Linked DNA regions of Mus musculus: regions 1 and 3 are each linked to region 2. The links are chromatin contacts, called in public HiChIP or PLAC-seq and promoter capture Hi-C maps. All regions are on one chromosome and are shown on one strand. Each heading gives the region's core, a stretch centred on a gene start, on an enhancer-like site or on the middle of the called end of the contact. The rest is flanking DNA. Distances are from core to core; before and after follow the strand shown.

Region 1 (3,656 bases), core at 1,011-3,510, 1.1 Mb before region 2:
AGGAGGTGCCACCAAGACCCTGACCCCAGGCTGACCAATTTCAGCTGAAGGCTGACCTCAGGTTGATACCTTTCAGGGGTGACCAGACCTGTGCGATGAGCTACCTCACGGTGCTGCCCCGAGGCATGGAGTGTGTTGTGTTCAGCATTGACGGGTCCTTTGCCGCCAGTGTGTCTATCATGGGAAGTGACCCCAAGGTCCGGCCAGGTGCAGTGGATGTGGTTCGGTGAGTGTTACCTCCCCCCAAGGAAGGTGTCTCCCAGGGCAGGAGCCAGAAGTTTTGGGGAAGGTACATTAGGTTTTACCCCCCTCACTTTCTCTAGGATGTCTGTTGGTCTCTGCCCCTAGGCGTTACAAAGTCCTGCCTCTACCTCCAATTCACTGGGGATCTTTGGTAGGCTCAGTCTCTTTTGTAGACTTTAGCTCATTCATTTGTTCCTCCAAGTTCGCTCTTTTCTCCTCTTGGCCATCCCTTCACCTTATGCTGAGGTCAACTCCACACCAGGCTCTAGTTTGGGTTCTGTGTATAGATTGCTGCTGGTGGAAGGAATCTGAGACCAGTGGAGGAAAATAAGTCACAGGGCTTAGAGGTGATCAGTGGTGACAACAGAAGCCCAGACCCCAAGGCTGGAGAGGAACGTGAGTTGGTGGCAGCTGACATGGGGATCATGCTGCCCAAGAAGCTGGGCTGGCTTCTAGGCTCAGAGACAGTTCTCCTCCAGCTGCTTTCTGGCTCCTAGAGGAGGCCCTGGGTAGCCTGCTGAGAGGGTAGCTGGGCAGTGGGGATGGGGGCTGCATTCTCTCCCTTCGTGGCCCCTGCCTCCTTCACCTCAGCACTGACACCTTGCCAGTTTCCAGAAACGGCTTTTTATGAACTCAGCACAGAGCTGTGTGCCTGGGGGTCCATCTGGGGTCTCCCAGCATCCCGCTGGCACCCACATTGTGCATCTTCAGTTTTGCAAGCTGTCAGATCACCATCTGGCTTTAGAAAGCCCACTGTGGCATCCAGTTGGTGGCTAGTGCCACAAAAATACCTACCCAGGTCTGGGCTTATCCATACCCTGGGCCATCCACAGAAAACAGTAAAGAAACAGAATAAAGATTCTGCCTGAGAAGTGAGGAGAGCTTCCTGGAAGAGAAGGATGTTGGCTGTTTAGAGGAGGGTCCTGAGTCAGGAGTACAGGGCTATTACAGGGGTGACAGAACACCCTCATGTAGATAGGAAGAGCCCACTCACCAGGACAGAGTCCAAGAGCAGAGGGAAGCCTTGAAATGTTATTTTAGCACTAGGGAGCCAGGTCTGGTTTCAAGCAAAGGAGCAACAGGGTTGGGTTTGTGGTTTATAGAAATCTCCATGGAAACAGTCAGGGATGATAATGAAGCCAACTCTGCCAGGCAGACTATGTCGAGCTGCTCTGGGATCAGTGCCTTCATCCTTGACATAGCCCCATTGGGGTGTTTGGATGATTAACCCATCTGTAAGATGGGGAAACTGAGCCTGGTGTGTGTGTGTGTGTGTGTGTGTGTGTGTGTGTGTGTGTGTGTGTGTAGTTCAAGGTTACACAAGATCAGATCGAAGTGGGAGGACCAGGGAAAAAGTGGCCACTAAGGACTTTGTAGTGGTTCAGGGGAAAGATGGCGCCCAAGGTAAGGACCAGGTACTGAAGGTGGGTGCAAAGCCTCTGGTCTGTGGTACTGGAAGCTGTCTTGTTAGTGGAGAAGATGGAAGCAGAAGAGAGAAAGGGGAGGTATCAGGTTGGGCTAGTCCCCACAGGCCATCCAAATGTCCACCACTCACCAGGGGCGAGGACTTGAGAGTCCCTTTACCATTACTGCTGGCTTCTCCGGGAGGCAGCAGCTGTCAGGGCAGAAACTTGGGCAGCGGGCGGCCTGTGGTGGGCCGAGCTGGACCCAGCGATGCCATCTCGCCAGGCACTGGCAGGACCTGGGCTACATGATCCTTTACATCACGGGGCGGCCGGACATGCAGAAGCAGCGGGTGGTGTCGTGGCTGTCCCAGCACAACTTCCCACAGGGCATGATCTTTTTCTCGGACGGACTGGTGCACGACCCACTGAGGCAGAAGGCCATCTTCCTTCGCAACCTCATGCAGGAGGTAAGTGTGAGCGGGTAAGGTGGTATGGAGGACCATACAACCCCGTGAAGGCGGGGCTTTCATTAGCCAGCAGAGGGGTTGACCCATGACCTCCCCTTCTCTCTCAATGTCAAGGGACTGGGCATTGAGGTCCTCAGCTGGCGTAGGGGAGGAAAGCACAATTTTGTTGATTGAGTGTGTGTCTCTTACTGGGACATCTTAACAGAGCTGGGAAGCAGGTGTTATCGTCACTGACAGATATTCATGCTTTATCGTTTCCTGACTCCAAGGCCTAAATACTTGTCTCTACATCTGGTTATTTGTTCAATAGATATCTCAGTGCCTATTGAAACAGGCCCAGTTGTGTTCCTTGCTGCCTGGTGCTGGTGGTTCTAGCCTGCTTTTTTTGAATCTGCCACCCAGAGCTGTAATTCTTGTATTCGCACCTGGGAATCATTAGATAGGCAAACTCCTGGGCTCAGCAAGGCAGCAGAAACTCGGGGGTGGGGGTGGGGGTGGGGGGAGGCTGGGACATCTTTGTGTAAAGCCCTCCAGGGCTCTAGAGGATTCTGATGCTTTGGTTGGGGGTTGGGGAGTTGGGGGGGGTAGAAGGGAAGGAGGGAGAGAGAGAGAGAGAGAGAGAGAGAGAGAGAGAGAGAGAGAGAGAGAGAGAGAGAGAGACTCACACATAGAGAGCAGGAGCAGACAAATGAAAACTACACAAGTTCAAATTTTGGTGTCCATAAATAAAGTTTTCTTGGCACACAGCCAAGCTCATCTGTTTATGTATTGTCTGTGGCTGCCTTTGCAATGCAGTAGAAGAGCCGAGTCGAGTTGCTGTGGCAGAGCTCAAAGCCTAAAATATTTACTATTTGGCTTTTCAAAGAAAAAGTCTGCCAATCCCTGATCTAGAGAAAGAAAGGCATGGAAATTGACAATTACTGGTGTGTGGCAGAAAAGGGGCAATATTGGCAAACAGAGGAGGAAGGTCTTAGGTCCGCCTGGGGAATCCCGAGTAGCTGATAGTAGGTAATAACTTGTGGGCTTAGTCTTGACATATGAGTGTGAGTTGTCAGGTAGACGGCGAAGCAGCGTGTGCTGGACCTGGGGAAATATAAAGAGGTTAAGACGGATGTGAAATCAAGCTTTATTTGGGAATAGCTCTGTGGGAGGATACATGTGCCACAGTGGTTTATGAGACTATTCAAAGAGATTGAGGCAAGGGGAATTTTTAAAGGCAAAAAAGGGAGGGGGGATGACAAAATATATCCTAAGACAATACTGTTGGTCTGCAACAAGCAGTAACAATGATGACCTCATTCTGAGGGTGAATGGACAGGTACCGAGCAGATGTGCTTGGAGACATCCTGCTTGTGTAATATTGAAGTTGACTTTTTACATTTAAGGTTTTATATTTTAGATCATGTCTCACTGCCTAACCCTGGCTTGCCTAGGACCCCCAATGTAGAACAGGTTAGCCTCAAACTTACAGAGATCCATCTGCTTCTACCTCCCAAGTGCTGGGATTAAAGGCATGTGCCACTATGCCTGGAGGCTGAAG
Region 2 (4,062 bases), core at 1,112-3,611:
GAGTCTGGTCTAGGCTTTATCTAACCCTAGCCGTGGGCAAAGCTTTTAGTCAGTGCTTAGGGCTGTCTGAGTACTCGTGACTACTTGGATAGAAATGGTCACGTTATCAACCTTCTGAAAGGCTCTCCGGAATGTGCTTTCTTTTTCAGTGTATTTTTTGTATTTATGCAAGGTTTATTTAGCCTTGCTTGGTAAGAGGAACTTTTGTATTTTGAAAAGAACATTCATCGTGCTAGTTAAAGAAAACAAGGAGGCAATATATTCCCCAGCAATTAACAGTTTCTGTTCCACTGTAAACTAACAGTAAACTATCGAGGTCTTTTCTGGGTCATGGGAACAGTAGCTTGCAGTGACTGGCTCCAGGGTGAGGCCTAGGACCTTACCCTGGAGGGACTGCTGCAGAGGACTGGGACCTCCCAGAAAAGGGAGTGATGGATACAGTTTCTAAGGACCCAATGTTTCTGTATAGAAATATGTTTATCATTCTAACATTGTGGGGGGATTTTAATAGAATATTTAGTTTTTTATTAAGCTTTTTTAAAAATTACTATTCAACACAGCTGCTCAGGGATTACATGAGGTGGGAGCCCCATTCTGACTCCACAGATCACTACGAAGAAATTAATGCTTATCTTCAGCCAAAGGGACAGCTCTCTTCAAGCTTTCTTAAGAAAGTGAAATGTTTTGTGGTTTTGCTGCAGTACAACCTGAGCTACTTTTCAAGTTGGCAAACTCTCCAACCTGAAGACTCCAGCCTGGACAGAATAGCCTCCAACAGACAGATGAACTTCCACAACAGCCCTGCGTGCTGCAGGGGTTTATCTTCTTGGTAACCGTGGCCTGCGACACCCGGGGCACCAGTTCCATTACCAGGATCCCTGTGAGAACATTTGCATCTCTTATAACAGGATTCCAAAACAGCAAAGTATTTACTGTGGCACAAATCCTTGTGCTCCAGCTACCAGGGTCTGTTTGGAACTGTGGCCGCGCATCTAAGATGCCATTCCTTGAGCACATAAACTAGACTATACCGGTGGGGAAACAATTCTCTATAGACTGCTGTAGTGTAGAAAACTGACAAGCGGATTTGGACATGTGCTCTGTTCTCTCTGGTCTCAAACATAAAAGAACAGTTCTAGTATATAATGCTCGAAATTTGCTTTTGACTATCAAATCCATAAAAACTGAATCTTGTATAATGATCTGTGTGGCCTCTTTTGTTGGGCCTCCTTTCCCTTATTTAAAGAATGCTGTTTAGAATATTAAACATTATTCTTACTGCCATTCATTCGATAAGTCTTGGTATCCAGCATTTACTTTTGTTTTTTTTTTTTTTTGAGAAGTCTTTTTCATGTGACCCTGACTGTTCTGGAACCTGCTGTGTAGACCAGGCAGGTCTCAAACTCAGTTGTTTGCCTACCTCCCTGATGCTGGGACTATAATGCATGAGCAGGGCTTTTGTTGTTTGTTTTGGGGTGTGTGTGAGTGATTTGGTTGGTTTTTGTTTTGTTTTGTTTTGTTTGGGGAGGGGAGTGGTTTTGTTGATTGGTTGATTGATTGATTTTTTTTTAAATACCTTTGAGTGTTTTGGTATCTGCTGCCCTGGAACTGAAGTTAGATAGTTGTGAGCAGGCATGTGGATGCTGGAACTAGAACTCTAGTCTTCTGCAAGAGCAACAATGCTCTTAATCACTGAGCCATATCTCCAGCCTCTTATCCTTGATTCTTTTTTTTTAATAGATATTTCAAATGCTATCCCCTTTCCTAGTTTCCTCTCCAAAAATCCCCTAAACCCTCCTCCTCCCCCTGCTCCCCAACCCACCCACTCCCGATTCCTGGCCCTGGCATTCCCCTGTACTGGGGCATATAATCTTCGCAAGACCAAGGGCCTCGCCTATGATGTAAGCCATATATTCCTGCTCCCAGGAAACCGATGGTCCATTAAAACTGGCCCATGAATTGTTAGGGCGTGCAAAGGTTTCCAACATAAATCCTTCATCCTGTTCTTGGGATTCTGGATCTAATGTCTAATGAGGCCAGGATGTCCACTCCACAGCAACTGCGTGCAGGTCAGCCTGGGCTTTCCAGAATTAGTCGGTTTCAGAAGATCGTTAAGTGATCTTTGAATATACGGTTTTGCGCGAGTTGGGGTGAACCTGAACGCATTCCGCGGTAACAAAGCTTGGTGTGGATTGAGAAAAGCAGGTGAATTGGGGAGAGTGGGCAGCAAGGGAGACATGGTGGTCAAGGTAGCTGAGTCAAGGCCTCCCCGACTGCACTGGCGGCTCCCAGCAGAGGGCGCGGTCCGGCCCGGATGACTGCAGTCCTCTGGGGTGGAAAGCGCTTCCCCGGGCGAGGGCGGGGCTTCCGGCAGCGCGCGAGGTCACACGGTGCCTTGGCCCGGTCGTCCTTCCCTCTGCACGTGTCCGCCCCGCGATGCTCCCTCTGCTGCGTTGCGTGCCCCGCGCCCTCGGCGCCGCCGCCTCCGGCCTCCGAACCGCCATCCCGGCCCAGCCGCTTCGGCATCTCCTGCAGCCCGCGCCCCGGCCATGCCTCCGGCCCTTCGGTTTGCTCAGCGTACGGGCCGGCTCGGCTCGGCGCTCTGGCCTCCTGCAGCCCCCGGTTCCCTGCGCGTGCGGCTGTGGCGCTCTGCACACGGAAGGTAAGGTTCACGCACCCTAGTCGGAGTGCGGCCACCCAGCTTGGAACAGACCCTCGTGATCGAAAGCTTCCCCCCCCTTCTCGCGTCTTGGAAATGTGGCTTAGCAAAGTCCGTAGGGTCGTGGTTTCAAAGTGTGGTTGTTGGTTATGTCTTTTGGAACCAGAAAGAGGATAATTGGGAATTCTTTTGTTTAATATGGGAAGTAATAGTAGTGAGTCCATGATAAGAAATAACCATCTCATGATAAATATCAGTTCAGCTCAGTAAGTATATCCTGCTCTTTTTATAGAGTGAGAAACGGACGTTTTAAGGAGTGATTTGGGCTAGTGTCGTAAGAATGGATACAGTCCGGTCTATCGGTAACCGGCTTTTCTCCCTTTGGGTCATCTTGGCTTTTCTTTTAGGAGACAAGGCCTTCGTTGAATTCTTGACTGATGAAATTAAGGAAGAAAAGAAGATCCAGAAACACAAGTCCCTTCCCAAGATGTCTGGAGATTGGGAGCTGGAGGTGAACGGCACGGAGGCTAAATTATTGCGCAAAGTTGCCGGAGAAAAGTAAGTGGCCCAGGGCTTGTATTCTGGGTTCTCAAGTCGGGAATCCCTGACTACAGCACCCTGTCCTGGCCATCCCCAGGAGAGCCTCAGCTTAGGCCCAGTACTTTGATAAAATGGCTTTTCTTTTTTGGGTTTGTTTGTTTTTTTTTTTTTTCCGAGGAAGGGTTTCTCTGTGTAGCCCTGGCTATCTTGGAACTCACTCTGTAGACCAGGCTGGCCTCGAACTCAGAAATCCGCCTGCCTCTGCCTCCCGAGTGCTGGGATTAAAGGTGTGCGCCACCACAGCTGGCCAATAAAATGGCTTTTAAGAAAGCATTTACTTGGAAAAGTTCTTAGGTTCCAGGGAGTGCATTCTCTGAATGAATACAGACTTCTGGGCTTGGTTATTAAGGAGGCCTGAAGCAGCTCCAGGGTGTGTAGAGGGGAGTCTGGGAGCCACAAGCGCAGTCACTGGCTTACTAATGAGGGATGCTGTGCCCAGTCTGGACCTAAGGGCTGGGACTTTTTTTTTTTTTAATGTTTAATAGTACTGATAAATTCATTTGTTTAGAACTCCCATCTGGCTTGTGTTTGTAGTAGTTAAAAATGCAAGGTATGTAACTTTTAAGGAAGAAGTTAGAGTGTAGAAAGGCCATCAGACAAAGGTAGAAGGTTCTTAGCCAAGCTTAGCTCTCGCTTTCCTAAACCGATCATTTCTGAGACAGGGTCTCTGTGTTGCTGCTGTAGAGCACAGACCAGCCTCTGACTCTTGGTCCTTCAGACACCTGTGTGCTGAGGTTGTAGGCACGTGCTACCACACACCCTTAAGACCGTTAAGCCCTTGTTTGTGCTGTTCTGTGTTACAC
Region 3 (4,081 bases), core at 28-2,527, 1.3 Mb before region 2:
AATTGCCCTGGGGGAAGGGATGGGCCCAGGGCCACATAGATGCAAACAAGCAAACAAACCGAAAATAGAGAGGGCCTGAAGAAGGCAGTTGCAGACTTGAGGGCAAGGTGACAGGCAGGTCACAGGAACAGAGTCAAAAATCTTGATACAAATGTGTGTTCTGTTTTAGGGCCTTCGACATTCACAGGCTGAGAAGGTGGGGAATTCAGTAGTTCTTTCCTGGTGGTGGTGGTGGCAGGGCTAGGGGTGGAGAAGAGGGAGGAGAGGTTAGTCTCATATAATTCGTAGCAATTGCATATAACCTATTCTTTACTTCATCTCTGGATTGCTTGCAACACCTAACACACAGTGTAAGTGCCGTGCTAATAGTCGGTCTCTGTTGTATATAGTTCAGAGTACGCCGATGGTTTCCATGTTTAGAACAGAAGCAGCCATCCTAGTCGTAAACACGCTAACCATGTCAGCAACTAGATAGCATCTTGATCAGTGGTGAGAGCTGACTGTACAGGAATCTGGACTCAGCCATGTGTCAAGTAGCCTGTGGATAAGACTCCCCAGAGGAGAATGAGAGGCAGGCAGAAGAGAAAGAACTCACCGAAGTGTCAATAATGTCATTGCACCCTCTTGTGTTGGTGTCCCAAACAGGACTTAGCACAGCAGGTACTACACACAGGTCTGTTAAGGGGAGGATTAATGAATGAACGAATGCCTCGATGATGGTTGGCAGGATTATGCCCCCTCTTTTCTAAGGCCCCGTCTCCCACCATAAAATGGTACTAGCGAGGTGGTTGGTAAGTGGGCGGCAGCAACTACCCGCGCCTGGGCAAAGACGGCCGGCCTGCGCAAGCGCGTTCGCTGGAGGGTAAAAGTCGTTCGGTCTGCGAGGACAGTGACCGCCTTCCTTAGCGGTCCCTCTAGAGCGCCTACGGTGCGCTGGGTAGGAGACGGCACGAGGAGGGAAATGGGTTCTATGTCTAGAGTCGGGCTAACGCTAGGAGGAAGCCAGCGGATCTTGGAGGTGAGAAGACCGCGGTGGCGCAGGGCTCGGCCATCGCCTCTAGGAGACGCCCCTCCGGGATAGGGATGAGAAGGAGAACGCTTTGGAGAGAGAAGCCTGAGAATCCTACAGGCTGGTGTTTTTCATCTGGGACATTCCGGAGTCCAGGAGAGAGCAGGTGAGAGTACACAAAGGGTCCTCACGCTTAAGCTGGCAGAATGACCGGCACACCCTGCATGGTACTGAGGACCAGAGCAGCGCCAACGGGCTGGCAAGTGGTGAGGTGCCAGGGTCCAGTCCTCTCCATAGAGGGCTGGTGCCAAGCACTGAAATCTGCAAACGCCTCACTCTGCCGCGGGGTGGCAGAGTCCTGGGACAGACACTCCCCACAGACCCCGAGGGGTGGCTCCGCCCCAGGACCGCAGGGAGGCCTGGCAATGGGGGGCGGAGTTGTAGCCGCCCCCAATCCGGTGGGACCGCGCGTCCCCCTTTTAAGCTCGTGAAGCTTCTAGCTGCCTCGCAATCTTTTCTCCCTCCAGTCAGTCTCCCTTTCACGCGATGGATTCGGCGAAGACTTGTGTGACCAAGTTCAAGTCCTTTGCGATTTTGCTCTTCACCCCGATCCTGATGCTTCCACTCGTCATTCTGATACCTGACAAGGTCAGTTGCGTGTCTGGGCAGCCTGGCGGAATCCGGGTGCCCAGTGCAATAACGGGCACGGAACCCGGGAACGCTGAGCTGGAACGCATAGATTCCTCCGTGGGGACGAGCTCCCCTGGGACGCGTGCTCAGACGCTCCAGGCACCAGATAGGAGGTGCTCTGCAAAGAATCCGAGGGACGCACAGACCCTAAGGTGAACACGTCCTAGAGTGCACCGATTTCAGGGCGCAAGAGCCGTCCGGGCAAACACGGAAACCTGGACGTTAGAACAGATCTGAACCACACAGACCCCTCGACAGGCTTAGCCTCTGACTCAAAATCTCCTCCCAGAGTGCACAACCAACGCTAGTCCAGCTCAAAGATAATGCTCGAGCTAGTAGAGACTCTGAAGGCTGGGCTTTCTTTCCCTCTGTGCCTCTTCTCTAGGAAAGAGAGATTTCCTAGCTGTAGATGCCTTCAGGCAGGGAACTACAGGAACAGAGTGGATCATGCCTTTGCCATAATCTGGCCTTGATATTTGAAGCTCAGGTTCCCCATCTATGATCTATATTTCTTTCTAGCTCGGAAGCCAAGGAAGCCACTCTCGAGTTCAAATCCTGCTGCAGCCTGAAAGGCAGGTCGGGCACTGCCCACCGCCTGCTGAGGCAGTCAGTGTGAGGAGGCAGGACGTATTCCCAGAGCTCACGCCTTGGGTGGCATGGCTCTCGGTTGCTGGGGAAGCTGAGTCCCATTCCCTGGCCTCCTGGTGCTCCTGGGAGGAAGGGAGAGAATGAATGGCCTTGGCTGCAGAGCAGAGGAGGGCGGGAGCGCTGGCCCCGGCTCTGTCAGGCTGTGTGCAGCCAGTTTGGCGAGGCCAGGGCTCTTTGAAGCCTTATGTGGCTACCCTTTCACTCTCAGCCCAGACAGGAAACCTTGCTCGGATCCTGCTTCCCCTCCACAGGCAGGTTTGAGAAACAGTGGCTCTCTTCAGGGAAGGTTTTGAGAGGAGAGGGGTGTCCCCTGGTGGGCTTCTAGTCATTTCACATTGTGCCTTTCAGCAAGACCCTTTGCTCTCCGGGCCCCGGGTGCTTTGATGGGTACAATGGGGTGACTGGATTCTGGGAGTAAAAGGGGATCATTCCGGCTCCTAGGATTGGGGCGCGGGGGGGGGGGCAGAGGAAACATACTGAGCAGAGGCTCCACATGGGCCAAGGAGAGCAGAGCAACTGTGCGGACTCATCCGCTGCCACTCTGTTAGCGAGCATCCAGAGATTCGGGGCCATTCCCGTCTGTGGGAGGCATCCAGGTTAGGAAGCTGTGATTTTAGCTCTGCTGGCGGGGAGTGATGTTCCTTGGAATAATTATAGTTGCTTGCTTGACCTTTCTGGTAGAGGACAGTGTAACCAGGATCCCACTTTATCCCTGGCTCATGCATGTGTATGCGCACGTGTGCACACCCCCCCCCCCCCAACACACACACATACACTCAGAGAGAGACAGAGACAGAGACAGACAGACAGGTAGGCAGGCAGAGGGGGAATATAAATATCAGTGAGTTAGGTTCCCAACCGGGTGTATTAATACATCTATATGCCCTGGGACTGAAAATTTAGGGACTGGGAGGCCATTTTGGAGGTTCTTCCAAAAGGCAGTCTTCCTGTACCTTCTCTCCAAGTGGCTTGGTGCCTGGGAGCCTGGGTCTTTGGCTCCCTATTTTTGCCCTCTGTCCCTCTTTTTGCTCACCACCAAAGACCACCCTGTTCCCATTCACCATGCCCTTCATTGGGCAAGAAAACCCAGAGATACAGAACACTCCAGGACAGAGAGAGAGAGAGAGAGAGAGAGAGAGAGAGAGAGAGAGTCAGACTGTCCCCAGGGGCATCCTGACCATCACTGTCCCTACAGGATGATGGTCCCCAGCACACACTGCCCTCTGTGCTCCATGGCCCCTCTTCAGGCTTTCATATTCTCTTCCACCTTGCTTGCTTCCTGGCCTCCCCTCTGATCCACTTTTTCTCTGAGCCTTCCTCTGCTTCTAAAACCCATTTTAATAAAACCAGTGACAACTTTAATCATGTTACCTTGTTAATCTTGTAAGAAATCCTTATTTTCAGAAGTCTAAAGTATCAAGTAAAATAAGGTACCCTCATTGCCTTATTATTAATGTTTTAGTGGACAGATAGACAGTTCTCCAAATACCAGTCACACACACACACACACACACACACACACACACACACACACACACACTGGGGAGTACAGAGGGACAGGGGAGAGTTTTGCTTACCCCATTTTCATTCTGTAGCACGAACCATATAAGGGTATTTTACTCAACACTGGTCTATATTTCTAGTTGTGACTCTATCAGATTGTATCATAGAATGATGTCATAGCCACATCACTCTGCCTTAGTTGACCATAATGATGCCACCTAAGGCTTAGAA

What was found. Promoter capture Hi-C pulls out the DNA fragments that hold promoters and counts their contacts. HiChIP or PLAC-seq counts read pairs in DNA pulled down with a chosen protein or histone mark.
Region 1: a promoter capture Hi-C map of cranial neural crest shows a contact between it and region 2. The contact joins the enhancer-like site here to the promoter of C1qbp in region 2. A contact is called at or near these places in 5 of 39 promoter capture datasets (cranial neural crest, embryonic stem cells, pre-B cells and 1 more), 1 of 484 Hi-C or Micro-C datasets (embryonic stem cells) and 5 of 115 datasets of contacts at active chromatin or transcription factors (the NIH/3T3 cell line, embryonic forebrain, embryonic hindbrain and 2 more).
Region 3: an H3K27ac HiChIP or PLAC-seq map of embryonic stem cells shows a contact between it and region 2, with 3 times the contacts expected there. The contact joins the promoter of 1700051A21Rik here to the promoter of C1qbp in region 2. A contact is called at or near these places in 2 of 39 promoter capture datasets (hippocampal neurons and stem cell-derived epiblast-like cells) and 2 of 115 datasets of contacts at active chromatin or transcription factors (embryonic forebrain and embryonic stem cells).

What each region holds. Positions count from the first base shown.
Region 1 is chr11:72,054,590-72,058,245 of GRCm38.p6, reverse strand. Pitpnm3 (PITPNM family member 3) reads left to right here. Exons shown (of 20, transcript NM_001024927.2): 17 at 77-226; 18 at 1,933-2,116. It overlaps Gm46286 (a long non-coding RNA gene), which reads right to left. Exons shown (of 3, transcript XR_001780248.2): 3 at 2,718-3,199. Among named protein-coding and RNA genes, the nearest start is that of Gm46286, 5.2 kb to the right of the region's middle. Within about 2 kb of position 2,260, at least 2 of the 459 cell types and tissues checked have an H3K27ac peak or open chromatin away from gene starts, as enhancers often do.
Region 2 is chr11:70,981,325-70,985,386 of GRCm38.p6, reverse strand. It overlaps C1qbp (complement component 1, q subcomponent binding protein), which reads left to right and starts at 2,361. Exons shown (of 6, transcript NM_007573.2): 1 at 2,361-2,662; 2 at 3,067-3,217. The coding sequence starts at 2,437. Dhx33 (DEAH (Asp-Glu-Ala-His) box polypeptide 33) reads left to right here. Exons shown (of 12, transcript NM_178367.4): 12 at 1-1,296.
Region 3 is chr11:72,264,040-72,268,120 of GRCm38.p6, reverse strand. 1700051A21Rik (RIKEN cDNA 1700051A21 gene) reads right to left here and starts at 1,277. Exons shown (of 2, transcript NR_045922.1): 1 at 596-1,277; 2 at 1-240. Slc13a5 (solute carrier family 13 (sodium-dependent citrate transporter), member 5) reads left to right here and starts at 1,517. Exons shown (of 12, transcript NM_001004148.4): 1 at 1,517-1,657. The coding sequence starts at 1,556.